Linked DNA regions of Sus scrofa: region 2 is linked to region 1. Evidence: chromatin contacts called from public HiChIP or PLAC-seq data. All regions are on one chromosome and are shown on one strand. The core of a region is the stretch at or near the end of the contact, and the rest is flanking DNA. Distances in the headings are between cores, read along the strand shown.

Region 1 (2,700 bases), core at 64-2,563:
TGGTTACACAATGAAGTAGAGTAGACAAAGAAGGTTTTAAGATTCAGAATGGTTGAAATCTTGGCTCTGCTGCCTATCAGCTGTTTGGTCTTAGGTGAATTATTTCCCTTAATCTCTAAGATGGTAATAATTAACAGGCATTTTAAGGGAGATCGTAAGGCTTAAATGAGAACATAGGCCAAGCACTTCATTTTCTACTTAATACCAAAACAAATCTAGTACCAGAAGGTCGGGTTCTTCCTTTTCCATAGCACTTTGCCCCAATAGGTGGTCAGGTATTTTTCAGCTTGTCCCTGATGAGTAACTCTTTCTCCACTCAATTGAAGATTTAAACTGAAGATTTATTTAAATGGTGCTGGTTTTTGCAGCAGCAATTGTTTGAAAATCAAGACTGAGAAGCAGGTTCTCAGGTAAACTATACTGGTAAAATAATTGATAAGACTATTTATTTCTAGGGTATATGATATCTGCCCACGTTTTCTTTTCATACATTCCGTAAAGTTTCTGTTGTTGTTGCTGTTGTTTTTAATATCAAGACCTTGGGGAGTTCCCGTCGTGGCGCAGTGGTTAACGAATCCAACTAGGAACCATGAGGTTGCGGGTTCGGTCCCTGCCCTTGCTCAGTGGGTTAAGGATCCGGGTTGCCGTGAGCTGTGGTGCAGGTCACAGACGCGGCTCGGATCCTGCGTTGCTGTGGCTCTGGCGTAGGCCGGTGGCTACAGCTCTGATTCGACCCCTAGCCTGGGAACCTCCATATGCCGCAGGAGCAGCCCAAAGAAATAGCAAAAAGACAAAAACAAACAAACAAAAAAACAAAACAAAACAAAAAAAACCAAGACCTTGGGTAACATGTATTTACATTTATTTTTCTGTCCCATATCACTTCTTCTTAATGAAGACTTTCTTCCAGGAGTTAATCAGGACCAGGCAATTGAAGTTTTGCGGTGAAATTGATTTCGATTGATTTGTAAATATTTTTTAGAACCCTTTCCTTAATGTATCACTTTTTTTTTTTAATCTTGAACTGGGCCAAATTTTTCCTTTCCAGAAATGTTTTTGATGTTTATTACCAGACTCCTTTACCCAGTCCCTTCTCTTTGGGAAGCCCAGCTCATTCTTTGCTTTTAGCCTTTGTGAGGACAGTGTTCTTAGAGGTTTGGGTCCTGTGTTCTTTCCTTAGTTCTACATGATTATATCCTTGAATGCTTAATTTATCTGTGTTGAACATCATACGTATATTTGTGGAATACTACTGCACCGATAGGATTGGAAGTAGTGAGGTTTGCTGCCGAAGGGCTTACAACCATAACGGGTAGTGAAAAGCAGTAAACATGTTAAATAACAACACAAACAAAAAAAGCTTCAAGGCAGATCGGCATACAAAATGAGAAATCAAGAATGGAGCCATCAAACTGCTGGAGTTTTCAGGGAGGAAGTGGGGCCTGGAAAAGCAGAGAGAGGAGAAGGCGGCGAGGTTTACTTTAATATCCTTTATTCATAGAGCATCAGGGAGGAGTCTCGAGTCAATTCCAACGCGCAGACGACTCTCATTTCGGAGGTTACAATCCTTTCCAGTCTATTTCGGGACGCGGGGCGCAGGGATCTGCGACCGAACGACAGGTCTCTCACGCAATCGCCGTGCCGGCTTTTCTCCGAGTCCAGCTTCTCCTTGGAGCGCTAGCTGGAAGCCGGTCCGCTAGGCGGGTCTCCACCCCGCCCCGGGCTTGGCCCCGAGCAGCCGACTCTCCCTTCGGCGCAGGCACCTGCCTGGCCGCCTCGCTCGGCGGGGTCCTGAGGCGCCTCGGGGAAGCGCGGCGATTGGCTGAGGCTCGGGGCTGGTGCTGGGCTCCGGCGCCGCTTGACAACCGCAGTCGGCTAGAGGCTGAGCTGAGCGGTCGCGGGGCCGGGAGGGGCAGACGGGAGGAAGGACGCACTGACGAGCTGATGGATTGACGCGCGGGTGGCAGGAGGCAGGACTGACGCGGAGCCCAGACCGCCGCCCTCGCGCTCTCTCTCTAGCCCAGAGCCGGCCGCTTCGGGGCCCCGTCCTCTGGACTCCTCGCCGCTTTCTCCTCCGCCACTTCTCCGGGCTTGTCCCGGAGCCCTCAGGTGAGCTACTCCGGGAGGCCGAGACGGGGTCGGGCCGCGCAGCACACCTCGGGTTGCCATGGTCACCCGTCGCTACCTGTCACCACCTGACAGCGCTGCGACCCAAGGGGCGGCATTGGCAGCCCCCGTAGAAGGGTCTTGGATAGGCTGGGGTGCTGACTGGGTGGGGACGGGGGTCCTGGCTGAGGCCCGGGCACCGACGGATGGGGACCTAGGCGCTGTCGGGCCCCGAGTGGAAGCCGGGGCTCCTGGACCACACCTTCCCCTCGATGTCAGCTCGGCTCTGGGGGCCGAACGACGCCCTCGCCCTGGGACCGTCTCCCCCTGAGCAGTAAACCAGCGCAGGGTTGGTCCCCACCTCGCCGCCGCCACCGCCGCTGCTGCTGCTCCTGCTGCGGGGCGGGAGGCGGCTGACTGCGCTGATTTTTTTCTTCCCGGCCCCTCTGCCGAGCCCGGGCGACGAGCGACAGCGCGCTCGCGTCCCTTTCTGGGCACGCCTTGGCTGGGGGGCCAGGAGCGCGCTGCGGGCTGGGGCAACCCGGCGGGGCCCGGGTTTGGCCTTTCTGACGTCAGTGGTCAAGTGGCAGCAGG
Region 2 (2,700 bases), core at 129-2,628, 74 kb after region 1:
GTACAGCCATTGCGGAAAACAGTATGGTGATCCCTTAAAAAACCAAAAATGGAATTACATTTGACCCAGCAATCCCACTTTTAGGTACATATGCTCAAAATAATTGAAATCAGGGTCTCAAAGAGTATTTGTACACTGATGTTCACAGCAGCCTTATAATAGCCAAAAGGTACAAGCAACTGGAGTCCAACAGACAAACTGATAAACCGTGGTGTATAATACAATGGAGCATCATTCAGCCTTTAAAAAGGAAGGAAATTTTGATATGTGTTACAACATGGATGATCCTTAAGGATGTTATGCTAAATGAAATGTCAGTCACAAAAAAGACCAATTTTGTATGATTCCACTTACATGAGTTACCTAGAGTAGACAAATTCATAGAGATACAAAGCGTCTATGGCCGTTGCCAGTGGCTGGGGGCAGAAAGGAAATGATGAATTATTTAAGGTACATAGAGTTTCAGTTTTGCAGGATGAAAAGATTCATGGAGATGCATAGTGGTGATGATTGCACAACGATATTAATATACTTAATGAACTCTACACTGAAAATGGTAAGATGGTAAATTTTATGTCAGGTGTATTTTCTTTTTTCTTTTCTTTTTTTTTTTTTTTTTTTGCTTTTTAGGGCCGCACTCACGGCATAGGGAGGTTCCCAGGCTAGGGGTCTAATCGGAGCTACAGATGGCAGCCACAGCCACAGCCACAACAACGCAGGATCCGAGCCGCGTCTGCGACCTACACCACAACTCACTAAAACGTCGGATCCTTAACTCACTGAGCGAGGCCAGGGACTGAACCTGCAACCTCATGGTTCCTTGTCGGATTCGTTTCCGCTGGGCCACGACGGGAACTCCTTGTATTTTAATTTTTAAAAACTGTAATAAGCAACATGCACACTCAAGTGCACTGCTTTATATACTTTTAAATTTGATTCCAGTAACTTTTGCGTACACCTTTTATTTTCTCCTAGTGTGTAAAACTCATTTCCTCTTTGGAGAATTTTCTAAGCTTGCAAGGCCAGTACGTAAAGATAAAAATCAAAAGGAAACTTACTACTTCCAACGACCACGCAGTGTGCACTCCTCCGCCCCCCCCCCCAGTACTCAATACTATAGGATACCATTATCACTCAACCCCATTTAAAAAATTCTCCAAAAAATACTCCAAATAGATTTCTGGGCTTTTTTTTTTTGCAAATGTTACACATTCGAAAACTTATAAAATAAACTGATACTAAGAAAATACGTTTCGTACTCCTTTTATGTGTTTGTCTTCCCTGTAAGATTTCACCTGCAGAGTTCAGCTGATGAGGATACAGAAAACAAGCCAGCCGGCCCCGCCCCCCTCGGCGGGCCAATCAGCCGCGCGCCCGGGAGGGACACACAGCTGCCGGCCGAGCGAGTCGATGAGGACGCGCTAGAGGCCCGGTGCCCGCAGAAGAGCTCTGCTCTGTTGGGGTCTGCTCGCTGCCTTTTGCGACGTGGGCACGTGTCTGTCTCCTTGGAGAGGCAGGCAGGCGACCTGGGACGTGAGTCGGGTGTGTTTGAGCGGCGGGCAGGTTGGAGTTCGGCCCCGGCGGGTCTCGCGGGCGGCGGCGCAGGGGAGGCCGAGGGTGTTGCCCCGGCCTGCGGGAGACCTCTGAGCACGGCGTCGACGGGGATGGCCGAGCGCCCGGTCTTATCTCCCCGGCCAGTCAGAGGTCTTATCTTTAGCGGTTCAAAGAGAGGCCTAGGGAAAGGGGCAAGGAGCGCAAAGCGAGACGCGGGCGAACGTTGAATTTTGTTGGCTTCAGTTATCTCTGAAAACTTTAAGCACAGTTTGAACAAATAGCGTCAGTAGAATGGCTTGGGTTTGGTTGTACCTAAGTTTTAAAAACTTAATTTGGATGTTAAAAGTTAGAGATGAATATTTATGAGTGGGCGGTGAAAAACAAGGACGATTTTCTCTGCGCTCGTGGTTATGGAGGTGCGGTCCCCAGACTAGCTTGACCGTCGTCATCGTCATCTAGGAACCGTTAGAAACGCACGTTCTTAAGTTTGCTCCAGGAAACTAGACAAAGGGACGCGAACAAAATTGCAAACTGCTGACTTATGCCGTGTTTCTGGGTTCAGGCAAAAGTTGACTCTATTCTCCAAATTAGTCTTGTTTTTCTCGTTTCACGTGTACGTTCATTGAAACCAGATACTTCTCATTTGTGCTGATTTCCACTCAGTGGCCAGCAGCCTCCTCGGAGATCTCTTTGTTGATAGCGGTCAAGCCTAGGAGCTGCTGTTAACTCACTCTTGGTGTTTCCCGCTTTGCAAGTGGGGCTCCCGTAGTTCCCCCTCTCCATCCTCTCAGAATAGCCCCTCAGGAGTTCCCGTCGTGGCGCAGTGGTTAACGAATCCGACTAGGAACCATGAGGTTGCGGGTTCGATCCCTGACCTCGCTGGGTGGGTTAAGGATCCGGCGTTGCTGTGAGCTGTGGTGTAGGTCACAGACGCGGCTCGGGTCTGGCGTTGCTGTGGCTCTGGCAGCTGTAGCCCCAACTGGACCCCTAGCCTAGGAACCTCCATATGCCGCCAGTGCGGCCCTAAAAAGACAAAACAAAAAAAAAAAAAGAATAGCCCCTCAGGGCCTCTTGCCCTGGAAAGGCAGTTTAGGTAGCGCCAGTCCGGGTTTGACCACCTGCTAGCTGATTGACTTTGGGCAAATT

What was found. HiChIP or PLAC-seq counts read pairs in DNA pulled down with a chosen protein or histone mark.
Region 2: an H3K27ac HiChIP or PLAC-seq map of alveolar macrophages shows a contact between it and region 1. The contact joins the promoter of CLCC1 here to the promoter of WDR47 in region 1. A contact is called at or near these places in 1 of 47 Hi-C or Micro-C datasets (heart right ventricle) and 1 of 2 datasets of contacts at active chromatin or transcription factors (alveolar macrophages).

What each region holds. Positions count from the first base shown.
Region 1 is chr4:111,005,025-111,007,724 of Sscrofa11.1, forward strand. WDR47 (WD repeat-containing protein 47) reads left to right here and starts at 1,314. Exons shown (of 15, transcript XM_005663599.3): 1 at 1,314-2,109.
Region 2 is chr4:111,079,270-111,081,969 of Sscrofa11.1, forward strand. It overlaps CLCC1 (chloride channel CLIC-like protein 1), which reads left to right and starts at 1,379. Exons shown (of 11, transcript XM_005663605.3): 1 at 1,379-1,533.